Linked DNA regions of Sus scrofa: all the other regions are linked to region 3. The links are chromatin contacts, called in public Hi-C and HiChIP or PLAC-seq maps. All regions are on one chromosome and are shown on one strand. Each heading gives the region's core, a stretch centred on a gene start, on an enhancer-like site or on the middle of the called end of the contact. The rest is flanking DNA. Distances are from core to core; before and after follow the strand shown.

The links. A called contact is a pair of places that touch in the nucleus more often than the background predicts. HiChIP or PLAC-seq counts read pairs in DNA pulled down with a chosen protein or histone mark.
Region 1: an H3K27ac HiChIP or PLAC-seq map of alveolar macrophages shows a contact between it and region 3. The contact joins the promoter of ATF3 here to the promoter of TATDN3 in region 3. A contact is called at or near these places in 1 of 47 Hi-C or Micro-C datasets (liver) and 2 of 2 datasets of contacts at active chromatin or transcription factors (alveolar macrophages and skeletal muscle).
Region 2: a contact with region 3 is called in a Hi-C map of fetal skeletal muscle, with 1.7 times the contacts expected there. The contact joins the enhancer-like site here to the promoter of TATDN3 in region 3. A contact is called at or near these places in 7 of 47 Hi-C or Micro-C datasets (embryonic fibroblasts, epiblast stem cells, fetal skeletal muscle and 3 more).

The regions. Positions count from the first base shown.
Region 1 is chr9:130,827,471-130,831,838 of Sscrofa11.1, forward strand. It overlaps ATF3 (cyclic AMP-dependent transcription factor ATF-3), which reads right to left and starts at 2,208. Exons shown (of 4, transcript XM_021063853.1): 1 at 2,115-2,208.
Region 2 is chr9:130,478,080-130,482,284 of Sscrofa11.1, forward strand. The region is part of intron 7 of VASH2 (vasohibin-2); the gene reads right to left. Among named protein-coding and RNA genes, the nearest start is that of ANGEL2, 26 kb to the left of the region's middle. Within about 2 kb of position 1,827, at least 20 of the 83 cell types and tissues checked have an H3K27ac peak or open chromatin away from gene starts, as enhancers often do. A contact at or near this core is called in fetal skeletal muscle and skeletal muscle, where this site is marked.
Region 3 is chr9:130,620,091-130,624,933 of Sscrofa11.1, forward strand. It overlaps TATDN3 (putative deoxyribonuclease TATDN3), which reads right to left and starts at 2,294. Exons shown (of 13, transcript XR_002336028.1): 1 at 2,154-2,294; 2 at 222-254. It overlaps NSL1 (kinetochore-associated protein NSL1 homolog), which reads left to right. Exons shown (of 8, transcript XM_021063971.1): 2 at 1,652-1,673; 3 at 2,036-2,499.

The DNA of each region.
Region 1 (4,368 bases), core at 958-3,457, 210 kb after region 3:
GCTAGATCTGGATCCTTCCTCAGGGAACTCTGAGTTCACCTGCCTTTCACAAAATCCGAATCTTTCCCAAGGAAGAGGAACGGAGAAAGTCAGCTTCTTTTTCCGAGAGCATTTTCTTACTCTTTCACTGGTTTCAGCTGTTAGCAGCAGCTGGCTCCCTCAGCGTGCTGAAATGCCCGCTGCTTCGTCAACATTCTCTCTAATACCGTGCATTACTCATAGTTTGAAAATCACTTTGACTCTTAAAACATAATTATGTTAATGTCAGATGAGTCAGCAGGGGGACAGCAAGCGGCTCTTATGGCAGCCACGCCTCCTGCCAGCCTCTCAGCTCCTGGGGCTTCAAAAATAAAAACAAAAAAAATTTTTTTTTGGCAAAAAAGAGAAAACCCCTTTTGATGGGAGAGAAGAGAAATTACGCTTATGGCTCAAAGAACTGCTTCAAAGGAGTGGTCGGTCGATTTCATTTTCGCTGTAACATGAAAGAGAGACTGGAAGTAAAATCGCTAACCCTAGGTTAATCCGTTTACGTAAAGAATAAACAGGAATTTGGAGAGTTTCTCTAGCAGATCTGTGATTTTCCCGCAGAGATGAGTCGAGACAGGTCACTCTGGTGAGCATACAGCCGTGATGTGATTTCCAGGGCTCCCCTCGGAGCTGTTTTTACACCCCTAGGAGGTGATGCGGGGCAGCCCAGAAGGTGCTCAGTTCAGGGCTATTACCCCCGGGCAGGGTAGGAAATGAGAGGCTGCTGGTTTGCGCGGGGATTCCGAGCCCTGGTCGGGCTCCCCTCGGCCTCTTTGCTTTGGCGCCGTGCGCACTCGGGCAGCGCGACCCCCTTAGACAAGAGTTTGCAGCCACCCTCTTGGGCTGTTCTCAGCATCGCTTACAACCTCTCAATAGTTTCCCCTCCCTGGGCTGCTGCTGGGAAATGAAGAGGAACCGAGGAGGACTGGGTCGGAGGTTTTCTCGGCCTGGACGACCGTACCCCCACCGCCCCCCGCTCCTAGCCCTGGTTTCACCCCACCTGCCGCTAACCCCCACCGTCTTCTCCTCAGCCTGCCTTCCCCCACCTTCCCCCTCGGAACTCAGGAAATCACTTCATTGCATTTATATGGTGCCTATGAAAAGGCTCATTATCTCATCCGTATTTTGTAAGTTTTATAAAGGCTCATTATCTCACCCTGATTTTATAAGTGAGGAAACTGAGGTTCAGAGACAGCGTGTCCTTGTGGAAGGTCGCAAAGTAACGTGGCAGAAGCACGCACTCAGACCGCGGGCTCCCTTTCTCGTCTGCCAACAACAGACCAGGGATCCACGCTTAGAAGACTGGAGAGGGCAAGCTAGGGTTAAAGGACCCCGAGAACGAACGCAGTTTTACAGACAAGGCAAGCGATCAAAATCTGCAGAGAGGTGGTGACCTGCTCAAGGTCAGCAGGCTCAAAAAGTGGCAGAACCAGCTGCCACACAGGGTCTCCCGAGCCCGGGGTCCAGGGCTTTTTCTCTCTAGCCTCTTCATTTCCTCACTCTGGAGCTATTCCAGGTTAGACACAGGAAGAGTCCGCTTTCCCCAGTTCACCTAGGCATCTGCACGGCTGAAACAAAGCATTCTGTTCCCAAAGCACAAGGCCCCATGGGAGGCAGAGATGTCAAGGAGGAGAACTCACTGGCAGGAAGGGGTTAACCACATCCAGTGGTTTTCCATTATGATATGACTGATCAATATGCCAAATTAGCTAAGGCACTGATGGGTGTTATCCCCAAACCATGGCTTCATCTAGGACATTTCAAAGGCTGAGAAAACATCATTGCCTCAGTGGAGTGATTTGGCCTGTTCTGTAACCTGGGAGGGTAAAATGCCTAATCCAACCTAGAGAGTCTGTAGCACCCTACCTCCAGGCCTTTTCAATCCCCTTCCCTGAGACCACTTCTTTGGGTGCCATGCAGATGTCATGTAGCTGAGGCATGGGACACACTTTCTCACCCTTCTACAAGGCGGCGTTGACCCCGGCCATGGTGGGTATCCTTCCAGCTGGAGACTTCCTGACCGAACACCTTTCTCCCATGGCATTTCCCCTGCTGGGTCCCAAAGACAAAGAAAATTCAAGACTCACATTTTAGGGGTGAGGTGCCAAAAATCCTTAGGAAGCTGTGGAACACCCTTATTTAGAGGAGGATTCCTCCTCTTTTCTGGTCTCCACGTCCCGTACCATCCAATTTATCCTTGAGGCATGGTTGGTCAACAAAAGCTGATCCCGCCTCTGCCCCCCAAAGCAAATAACAGCTGTTACTATATTGAGTAGCAATATGATGTCATATCATAGGTGACTAACTCATAGAGGCTGTCCTGCGAGCCATCGTCTAAATATGACAGCCTGCCATCATCCTGACCTTTTCACGTGAGAAAGCTGAGTGAGGGGCTTGATACTGCCTTCCAGGGTCAAGTTCATATCTGGCATTCTGTGGCCACCATCTGGGACAGAGCATGTGAGGACACTCATGCCCCCTGCCACACACAGATCCCCTTCCTAGTAGAAGGTCACTGTCATTCAAGACAGCTTTTTCCTCCACTGGCCTGACTCTGGAATGAGTAGCCATTAGAAGAGTTAATCATCACACTGATAAAGGGAGGAATTGGGGAAAGGGTTTTTATATTTACTTGTATATCCCAGGTACTGGGTTAGACACTTTACATATAGTTTGCTTGTTTTTGTTTTGTTTTGTTTTTGTTTTCTTTTTTAGGGCCGCACCCACAGGACATGAAAGTTCCCAGGCTAGGAGTTAAATCGGAGCTGTAGCCGCCAGCCTACACCCGCAGGATCCGAGCTGCATCTGCAGCCTACACCGCAGGTCATGGCAATGCCAGATCTCTGACCCACTGAGCAAAGCCAGGGCTCGATCCCGCATCCTCATGGATAATAGTTGGATTCGTTTCTGCTGCACCACAATGGGAACTCCACATATAGTTTTTCATTTAATTTTCAAAATGCTCTGAGGAAGGCAATACAGTCCTGCAGAGTTAGAGAAACTGAGGTCAGAGGCGTTAAGTAATTTTCCCAGAGTTACAGAGCTGGTCATGGTGGGGCTTGGACTCCAGCCCAAGACTCTGTGGCTCCAATGTGGACGGAACTTTACATACAGAAGGGTGTTATTGCACCCGGATTTTTAAAATACGGACTGTATTTTGTAGAGCAGTTACAGATTTATAGCAGAATTTAGCAGAAGGTACAAAGAGTTCCATATACCCCTTACCCGCCCCACCCACACGCTCCTCAGCTGGACCAGAGTGGTACATTTGTTACAGTTGATGAACCGACACAGACACGTCACAATCCCCAAAGTCCATAGTTTACATCATGGTTGGACCTTGGTATTGTACATCCTGTGGGTTTGGGCAAATGTATAAAGACATGTATCTACCACTGTGTATCATACAGAGGAGTTCACTGCCCTGAAGATTCTCTGTGCTCCCCTATTCAGCCCTCCCTCCCCTCTAACCCTTGTTAAGCACTCACAACTTTACTGTCTTCATAGCTTTGCCTTTTCCGGAATGTCATGTAGTTGGAATCATAGGCATGCAGCTTTTCCAGTTGGCTCCTTTGACTTAGTGAAACACATTCAGTGTTTCTCCATGTCTTTTCATGGTTTTATTTATTATTTATTTTTTCTTTTTACAGCCACACCTGTGGCATACGGAAGTTCCTGGGCCGGGGGTCGAATGAGAGCTGCAGCTGGGACCTATACCACAGTCTGTGGCAACGCTGGATCCTTAACCCATTGAGCAAGGCCAGGGATCGAACCCACATCCTCTCGGAGGAATGTCAGGTGCTTAACCCACTGAGCCACAGTGAGAACTCCACTATTTATTTATTTTTGATACTGAATATAGTCTGTTGTCTGGATGTAGCACAATTTATTTGTGTAGTCACATGCTGAATCACCTAGCTTTTAAAACTTCATTCTCCTGCAGTTCATGGTAAAAGCTGAGATAGCCACAGGGTCTGATCCTTCTCTTTTGGATCTCATACCTGCCTATTTGCTCCTGCCACCCCTGCCACCCATCCAGCACCTGTCAGAGGGCATCCTTTTGGCATTCCTTGTTTATGCATCATGTCAGCAGCCTGGGAACCAGGTCTTCCCTTAGTATGAGCTCTAGGGTGATGAGGAGAGCTTACACAGGCACATCTGCCATAAAATCGGGACAGTCCTTTTTCCCTCCATGCCAGCTGTACTCTCACGTTGCCCTCCAGCCTCTAATGCAGTGATTCCTAATGTGTCTCACCAGTTACCACACAGGTTTTCGTTTCCTTTTTAAAAGTCCAAGTATCCAACCACACAGAAGAATTTACTGAGCACCTACTCTATGCT
Region 2 (4,205 bases), core at 577-3,076, 140 kb before region 3:
TTCCTCATCCTTTCTATCAGTTCCCCATGCCTTCCAGGTGCTGAGAAATCACCGTTATAAATAGCTTTTTCTTATGAGGCACTGACTCTGTGCCAACCATTATTCTAAGCAGTTTATGTGGATGAATTAATTCTCACTAAACTTTATGGGGGTGATAATGTTACTATCCACTTTGCAGAGGAAGAAGAGGAGGCACTGAAAGTTAGGTAACTTGCTCAAAGCCAAGTCACGTGATTAGCAAGTAGTGGAAAACAGAGTTCTTCCCCAGAATTTAGAGCCATGCCCTTGACTGCCCCCCGTCCTCCTGCTTCCCGCACAAAGCATCTTCCCAGGCATCTGAGGATGACACCAGGCCACTCCTGCCTCTGCACCGTGGCTCATGGAACACCTCCCCCATGTCTTGTCACCTCGTCAAGGTCCAACCCGGATGCCACTTCTCCCATAAAGTATTTCTTTTTTTTTTTTTTTTTTTTTTTTTTGCTATCTTGGGCCGCTCCCGCGGCATATGGAGGTTCCCAGGCTAGGGGTAGAATCGGAGCTGTAGCCACCAGCCTACGCCAGAGCCACAGCAACGCAGGATCCGAGCCGCGTCTGCAACCTACACCACAGCTCACGGCAACGCCGGATTGTTAACCCACTGAGCAAGGTCAGGGACCGAACCCGCAACCTCATGGTTCCTAGTTGGATTCGTTAACCACTGCGCCACGACGGGAACTTCCCATAAAGTATTTCTGACCTCCCTTACAACACGCTTTTCCTCGCTCCATCCGTAGCTCTGGTATTTCCTTTTGTGCATCTGTTAACCCCATGGGTTCCTACTCATGCCAGCCTCAGAGACTGCAAACAACTTGAGAGCAGGGATCAAATAATTCGTCTTTGAATCCAGTGCTGAATATCCCATACCACTCAATAAACTTTAGTTCTTACTAACATGTAAATGGCTAATAGGGCTTCATCATGTTCCCTTTTTTTATCATGGATTATTTTTACTGAACAAAAGCAAAAGTTCTAAGCCAGGAATTCAAGCCACCATGACAACATTCTAAGAATGAACAAGTGGGAAGTTTTTTTTTTTTTTTTTTTTCTTTATAGGAGAGGCTTTACCTTATCTCAAAAAGCCACTCAGGGGAACCTGCCTACTTGTCCAGCTGAATGTAGGTCTGCAACATCAGACAGCTTGGGGGCTTCCAAGGGAGAGGGACGACTAGGTTGTCTCCTTCCCTATCTGTCCTCACCCCTCCCACCTACCCTGAGGGACCCAAAACCCAGGGGAGAAAAAATCCTGGCAGAAAATGAGTTAAACTGTAATTCCCAGTGAACTGCCTAGAAGGTGAAACCTTCTTCTTCCACAGCAACACCAGCTGCAGTTTCCTGGCCTGGCAAAGGGCAGAAGTGGGTTATCACAGCATGCCACCTGCCTGTGGGCCCAGCCAGAAATACTGTTCGGTGCTTGCCAGCTCATGTCAGGGCTGCAGCTGGGGGAGCTTTTGCATGTGGAGGGGCCTCTCCCAAGTGCTGCCCTGGCTATAATTAGACTATTGCAAGGGGGGTTATTTTTAAGAAACACAAGCACCAGGATGATGATTCAGCCGGGTCTGCACTTGCCCAGAACCTCACATCAGCTCCGGGGTTATTATTTTAAACTGAACAATATATTTCTCCAAATCCCTCCCCAGTCCAAACAAGGACAAGAAATCAAAGGAGTCTCCTTCTGAAGGGCTCTTGGCTACCTTCCGTTTTAGGGAAGGCGGGGTAGGGACTTGGGGTTTCCTTTGATGCACTTTGTGGAAGGAAGGGGGGCCACTTCTCTCTGCACGCAAAGGGATGCTCCCAGCCTCATCTGTTGTCACGTCAGCACATCCAGGGTGACACATCCAGGGTGAACTAGGGTGACCGCCTGGAGCCCTGGTCCCAAGTCTACCCGCAGCCCCACCCTCAGGCCTGCATCCCCGGAGTCAGCTGCTGCGGAGCTGTGCAGAGGGTGACGGTTCCACAGAGAAGCTGTGCCGTGGGGCAAGCTCCTGTATTCAGCACAGACTGCTAGTGTTTGCTAACTGCTTCTTGATAGTTCAGGGAGAGTGAAGGCATGGAGTCTTTCACACACTCCAAGGCACAAAGAGCTCAGCCGGATTGGATGTTGGTGCCTGTGAAGCCACAAGAAGTGTCAGAAGCAGAAAAGGATGGCAGCATGCTGAGGACAGAAGGGGGCCTGAACAGCCAAGCTGGTGTGTATCTGTGTGAGGCTGGGCCTCAGGAAAGAGGCAGGAAGTGGCAGGAAAGCCTACGGGGGCCCCCCTAAACCATCCAGCCCCCTTTCTGTCCCTCTGGCTAAGGGCTGTGTCTGGGGCATCTCCTCTCCTTGCGTCCCAACACCCCCAGCCCCGACCCCAAGCTGTCACTGGGCAGGATGGGTCAGAGGGCCTGAGCGGCACCTGGAGAGCAGGGCTCCTGACACCTGCTGCCTACATACTCACAGGAATTTTTTTTTTTTTTTTGGTCTTTTTTTTGCTATTTCTTTGGGCCGCTCCCGCGGTATATGGAGGTTCCCAGGCTAGGGGTCTAATTGGAGCTGTAGCCACCGGCCTACGCCAGAGCCACAGCAACGCAGGATCCGAGCCGCGTCTGCAACCTACACCACAGCTCACGGCAACGCCGGATCGTTAACCCACTGAGCAAGGGCAGGGACCGAACCCGCAACCTCATGGTTCCTAGTTGGATTCGTTAACCACTGCGCCACGACGAGAACTCCAACACAGGAATTTTTTAAGCAACGCTTTGTGCCAGGTAGCTCGCAGGTCTTGGAGTTACCAAGACAAACAGCCCAGTGGAGTTGGGGTTCTTCCGGGGAAAAAATCTACCTTCTGCTGGGTGTGCGAGAGACTTCGGGGACACAGCCCATCTCTGCCCCAGACAAAGCTGCCTGATGGGGACACACAAGCCAGCAGTCAGGCTACTCCTGCCTCTCACTTCCGTCTCCCTTGAGGTCACAGCCCTTCAGCGTAGCGGTGCATATGCCCAAGTTCACGGGCACTCACCCTCACACTCCACAGCTTACAGCCATGCCGTGTGGTCTCTGGAGTCCAGAAAGGGATTTACGGTAACGGTACAAAGGCAGCCTCTCGGTCCTCAGTGTTGAGGGTGCAGAGCAGGCCAGATCGGGGTGATGCTTCCCGGCACTCCCAAGTTAAGGCGGACCCCCCAGGATCCCGCTTGTCTAGTCTGGGAGAAGCCAGGTCAGGCCAGGCCCGGATTTAGGACTTAGGGCCTAAAGGGGTGGGCCTCAGGGGGAACCGTGGGATGGGGGGTGGTTCCTGCCCACCTGTCACCCTCACTCAAAGCCAGGCCCCCTTCACACTCACATTCCTTACTTCCCAGGGCGGCAGGCCCCACCGCTGGCAGCTGATGAGGCAGACAGCTGAAGTCGCAGTGTGGACAGACAGGCCTGAGCCTAGAGAGGTGTGGCTCCAGAGAGCGTCTCCTGCCCTCTGCCCTTTCCCTCAAGCCCTCCCCAGGCAGGAACCCTGGCCAGAGACAAAGAGCCAGGACGCCACTGAGATTCCCGGGCTCTGATCTCATCTCTCCTTTCGAGGGCAGAAAACTGCTCTCGAAACCCCAACCCTGGCTCATTGCCGACACTAGCCAGCCCTGGCGGCCCCTGGCTCACTCTGCCAGAGGCAATCTTTCCTGACGGCCCATCACCCCACCTTGGTTTCCTCAAGCATCCCCAGGAGCCCTGGACCATGGGCAATGCCCTGGGGAATGAAAGTGGCCCCGGGCCTCTGAGTTGGAAACTACCTTCTCTTGGAAACGCCACATCATCCCAGAGGCCCTGCTTCTCTCTCCGTAAACTTTCCAGTTTTCCCTCGCTCCTTGGGCTCCCTCTATATTCCACAGGAAGGAAATCTGCTCCTTTCCACCTTTGGGGAGAGTTTCTCATTTGGAATCTAAAGAGAATGACCTCTTGGGCCCCATTCAGAACCTCTTCAATGGGTTGAGACCATGGAACCAAACCCCTGCTCAATGACTTCATTTAGAAATGACTCGAAGGCTTTGCTAACCAGCTGCCTGGAGTCACCTTCCTGAGCCCGGTGACCGAATGGGGCAGGAATCCCCCGGTCTAGCTGTGGCCCGGCAGTGAAAGGAGGCCTCTCACTGGGCTGAGTAACCTCTGCAACGCTCAGGTCTCCAGCAGAGTGAGCAAAACC
Region 3 (4,843 bases), core at 1,044-3,543:
TATAAAATAGTAGGTTCCTCAGAAGGTAGCTGTAAAACATTAAATGAGATGATGTATAGCACAGGCTTAGCTCAGTGCTTCGCACATGGTAAATACTTAATAAATGTTGCTTATTATTAACTTATTTTTGAAGCAACATCAACACAGTATATCTAAATTTCAAGGTGTTTTAGATCAAAATTAGTAGGAAAAAAAAAAGGCAGTTATAGATATTGGCTTACTTTCTTGGCTTTCTCCAACACATCATCCAGATCCTAAAATAAGCATAAGTAATCACAGTCATTTTAGATGAATAAGTAACTCTTCTTTGGCTGTGTATATCAGTGGAGCTGAGGCACCATAAAGATTGACAATGATGGCAAGGAAGAGGGTGATGGAATATGAAGAGCCTACGCTGACCCATATTCCATTTACTCTCTCAGTAAAATCTGACTTCTGTTCCCATTCCACCAAAAGAGAAACTGTTATTGTCAAATAAAACGACTTTTCTCTGTCTTCCTACCCTATCCCTCAGCAGCATTAGAAACTCCTCACTTGTCCTTTCCTTCCTTCTTGTCCTTTCCTTCCTTCTTGAAATATTTTCCACTCTTGGCTTCTAGAATTACTCCTCTCCAGCTGGCTGCTACTCTTCAGTCTCCTTGACTGGCTCTCTCTCCTCTAAATTCAGGACTCTATGCTTCTCTCTCTGTACTCACCAGAAGTGCTCTCATTACAATGCTCATTATGCTAATGAGTCCCCAGTTTTTATCTCCAGTCTATCATTTTCTCCTGAACCCAAGATTCAGTTTAAAATGACTCTATGACATCTTCATTGGGATGGATATTAGGCTTCAGCAAGTACTAAATCTAACTATTTTCCCTCCCCCCAAAAAACTATTCTTTCTTCAAACCTCAGTTTTCCCCATCTCAGTAAACAGCCCCACCATCTCTCTTCAGTATCCTCAAGTTCTCCTTTCCCCTCCCTCTCCACATCCAATTCCTCTCAGCACGTAGGAAAGATTCTACCTTTAAAGTATACCTTGAATCCATCTCATCTGCTTTTCTCAACTTCCCCTGGAACCACCATCATCTTTTGTCTAAATACTGCAAAAGCCTCCAAACTGGTCTTCCACCTTCCACTCTTGCTCTCCTTTATCTATTTGCCACACATCAGAAAAGCAGTTTTTTTGTTTGTTTTGTTTTTGTTTTTTGGCCGCACCCCCAGCATATGGAAGTTCCCCGGCCAGGGATGGAACCCAGGCTGCCGTCGCGGATTGTGCCTCCAGCTGCGACACACGAGACCTTTCAGCAAAGTGGTTTTTCAAACGGTATCAGGTCTCGTTACTCTCTTTAAAAAACAAACCAATAAACGACTCCCTTTACTGGATCCCTATTGCGCTTCTAATGAAATTCGAACTCCTACCTCACCTATCCCCTGCAAACCTCTTCAGTCTTGTTTTATGCTCGCTTCTCTCTGTCTAGCTCATCAGGCCCCACCCAGTCTTTCAGTAGCTTGACTGCGCCAAATTCTGTCCAGTCTAGAAACCTGCAACCTGCCTGCTTTCCTCACCACCATGCACACACCGCTTAGTCTTTCCAGCCCCAACGTCACTGTCCCCTCTTGAGAAGCTTTCCCCCTAAAAGCGACTCTGATCTTTTTCTCGTTTCTCAGCCTCTTGTTTCCAAAGTGGCGGGTAAAACACTTTGAAATTACGTATGTGTGTGTGTTGGTTTTTGTTTGCTCCTTTTGCCACTAGAACTGGAGCACATAGGGTATCGCAGCGAGCATGCGTCCTGTGGAAACTGGGTTCTCGGCCAGGAGCTGAGAGGTTAAACAGCTGGGCAAAGGCTGGGTAGGTAGGAAGGACTCCAGTGGCCCGAAACAGCAAATCGGTGCCAAGAAGAGATTATGGCTTTTTAGGGTAAGAAAGAAAAATCGGTGTGACTGAGATTAAATACAGAGTTAAGGAGCAAATCGCATGGGACCATAGATAGGGGCCTGGAAAGACTGGGGGATAACCCGAAGAGAAAGAACGGGGTCCTCCCCGCTCCCAAGGGCCAAACCTCGCCCTCACATACGTGGTCAAAATCCGGGGCGGAGAGGTGACAGTGACAGTCCACCAGCCCTACGCCCACCGACCCCATCACCGCAGCCAAGGACTCCCTCGACTCGCCCGCGGGGCCTCAGCCGGAACGCTGCTGCCCGGGCGGAACGAGTTTCCGGCCGGACGCGTGCTCCTTCCTCCCTGGAAACCCGCACTTCCGCCCTCAGAGTTCCCGCCCATAGTTCAAGCTGGAAACATGGAGAGGGCTCCTTCTCCTCTGCGGGACGTGGAGAGAGTGGCCAGGACCGACGAGAGGACGTTGGTCCCTGCCGCTTCCCGAAAAGACTTCCGGGTGCGCTGCACCTCGAAGCGGGCGGTGATGGAAATGCTAGAACTGTGCGGCAGCTTCGTGCAAAAACTCGGGGACGCGCTGCCAGAGGAGATTCGCGAGCCCGTGCTGCGAGATGCGCAGTGGGTACGGGCCTCTTAGCCGTCTCTTGTCTTATCACTCCGTTTTTCCACACCCCAGGCAGAAACGGTCAGGCCGAGTTAACGGTGCCCCACCTTTGGATAGAAGCACCAGGAGAAACGCGGGGGAGCGAAACAGATGCTGAGAGGCCGCTGAGTATTGTTAGTTACTTGTTAGTTACTTGGGCTAGTGCTGTCCCGCAGAAAAATACAAGGCGAGCCACGTATGTAATTTGAAATTAAAAGAAAGAAAAAAATAGGTGAAATTAATTTTAATAATATTTATTTAACCTAATATATCCAAGATAGACTTTTAACTTGTAATAGTTAAAAAATGAACAAGATATTTTACATTCTTTTGTTCATACGAAGCTTTTCAAATCTGGGATCTTAACAGCTCATCTCCTTCCTGACTAGCCATATTTTAAGGCCTCAACAGACAGGCAGTGTTTAGTTGCTTCGCTATTGGAGTGCAGACAGAGACTGAGAAATTCTCCAGGGAAGGGTAATTCTGAAAGTCAGTCAATCACCAGCTTTTGGTCTTTCCTTTTGCTTGTTTTAGAACATCTTGAAAAGAGAGTGAAAATAATTTCCCTGTAAGTCTAAAGTAGATAAGGAAGCTGTCTTGATTATAAACTTCACCAAGATCACACACTGGCCCTTATAATACATTTCTCCTTCCTTTCTCAAATATTCTGCAAAGCCCTGAAAAAAGTGTTTTGGGGAAAGACAACAAATTGGGGGATTGCTGCTTGTTGAAAGGAAGCACACAGTCTACTTTTATGCAGGAAAAAAAAGTTAAAATGCTTATAATGTAGTACCTTTTTGTGTGTAAATGACCATAATGCAAACAAAATTAAGGTTCAGTGGAAGAAGGACGGAACACTCCCTGGATTATGATTCTCTAACCCAGTATTGTATACAGTGGCTGTTGTATCTTTCCCTCTTTGCAAGTAAGGGAAGAAAAGAGACTTATCTGAGGACGTTTTTAGTAGTTTTTTGGGAGAAGACTGTTTTGTTGTGTAATGATCTTAGAATTTACCCCTTTCTAGGAAGTGCTAAGGTACTTAGAAAATATGATTAATTACCTTTCAGAAAAAGAGGAACTTGGCTTAACCTTTTATACCTTTAATGGATGATAAAGTGAATTAGAAGATAAAAAGTGTGGAGACAAACTGCCAAGGGAGTTCACTTGCGTTTTATTTTAATCGAGAGCAGATGAAAGTGGAGGTTTTAATTATGTAGACATATTTCTCTAAAACCACATGGTATAGTAACACATTCTTAAATAATATTGATACAATTGTGCAATGAATATTACAAAGATAATTTATATCCTTGGGTAATTCTTCAAAGCCTATATATCAAGTAAAGATTTTATTTTAAAGTTTTAAAAGTGTAGAATATGTACTTATAATTAGCAGTTATTTGATTTAAGCTTATTTTTAATTATATTTAATGTACAAAATATATTGTCATTATGAAAAAATAGCATAAAGCAAAAGTCTTTGAATTTCTATCCCCTATCCCTCTTGCATCCTGGAAGTAACTTACTGTTTTGGAGGGCATAGTCCTTGTGTTTTTTGGCTTTACATCTGTCTCTCTCTCTCTTTTTTTTTAAATTTTTTGTTCGTTAGTTTTTTACATTAATGGTGTGATGTTGTATTGTTAGCAGCCTGTTTTATTTTTAAATCAAATATTTATTTGACTATTATGTGACAGTGTTATGGTAGAGATATATTTTATTCTTTTAAGTATTGTATGATATGGATATATTGTTATGTTTATTCTCCTAATCTTGAATTTAGAGTGTTCCCTCTGCCTCAGTATTCCATAATTTCAAACAGCGCTGAAATAAATATTCTAAGCTTATCCTTTTTATATTTTTATGAGAATAACCCTTTAGCATACACTGATAGAAGTGAAATTGTTAGGTTATATGGAATATGCAATTAAAATTTTGATGGTACCACCGAATTCCTTTAGTTCTTTATTTTTTTAAATTTTAATTCCTTTAGTTCTTTATTTTTTTATTATGAACATTTTTAACCTTACAAAAAATAGACTAGCGCAGTGAACACCCATATATTCATCACCAAATTTAAGTTATCAAAAATACTTTACACTTTTGATTTTAAAGCAAATCTCACATCTCATGTCATTTCATCCCTACCTACATACTTCAGGGTACACCTCAAAAAATACAGTCCTTTGTAAAGTGGAATTTAATTTTAAGCATGTGTATTTTCTCTCTTGTTAACAATGACACTCATTCAGGAACATATGTGTTATTTATATCCTTGAGATTCACCTGAACCCAGATTTGTTGTTAGCTTTTTTTCCTTCATTTA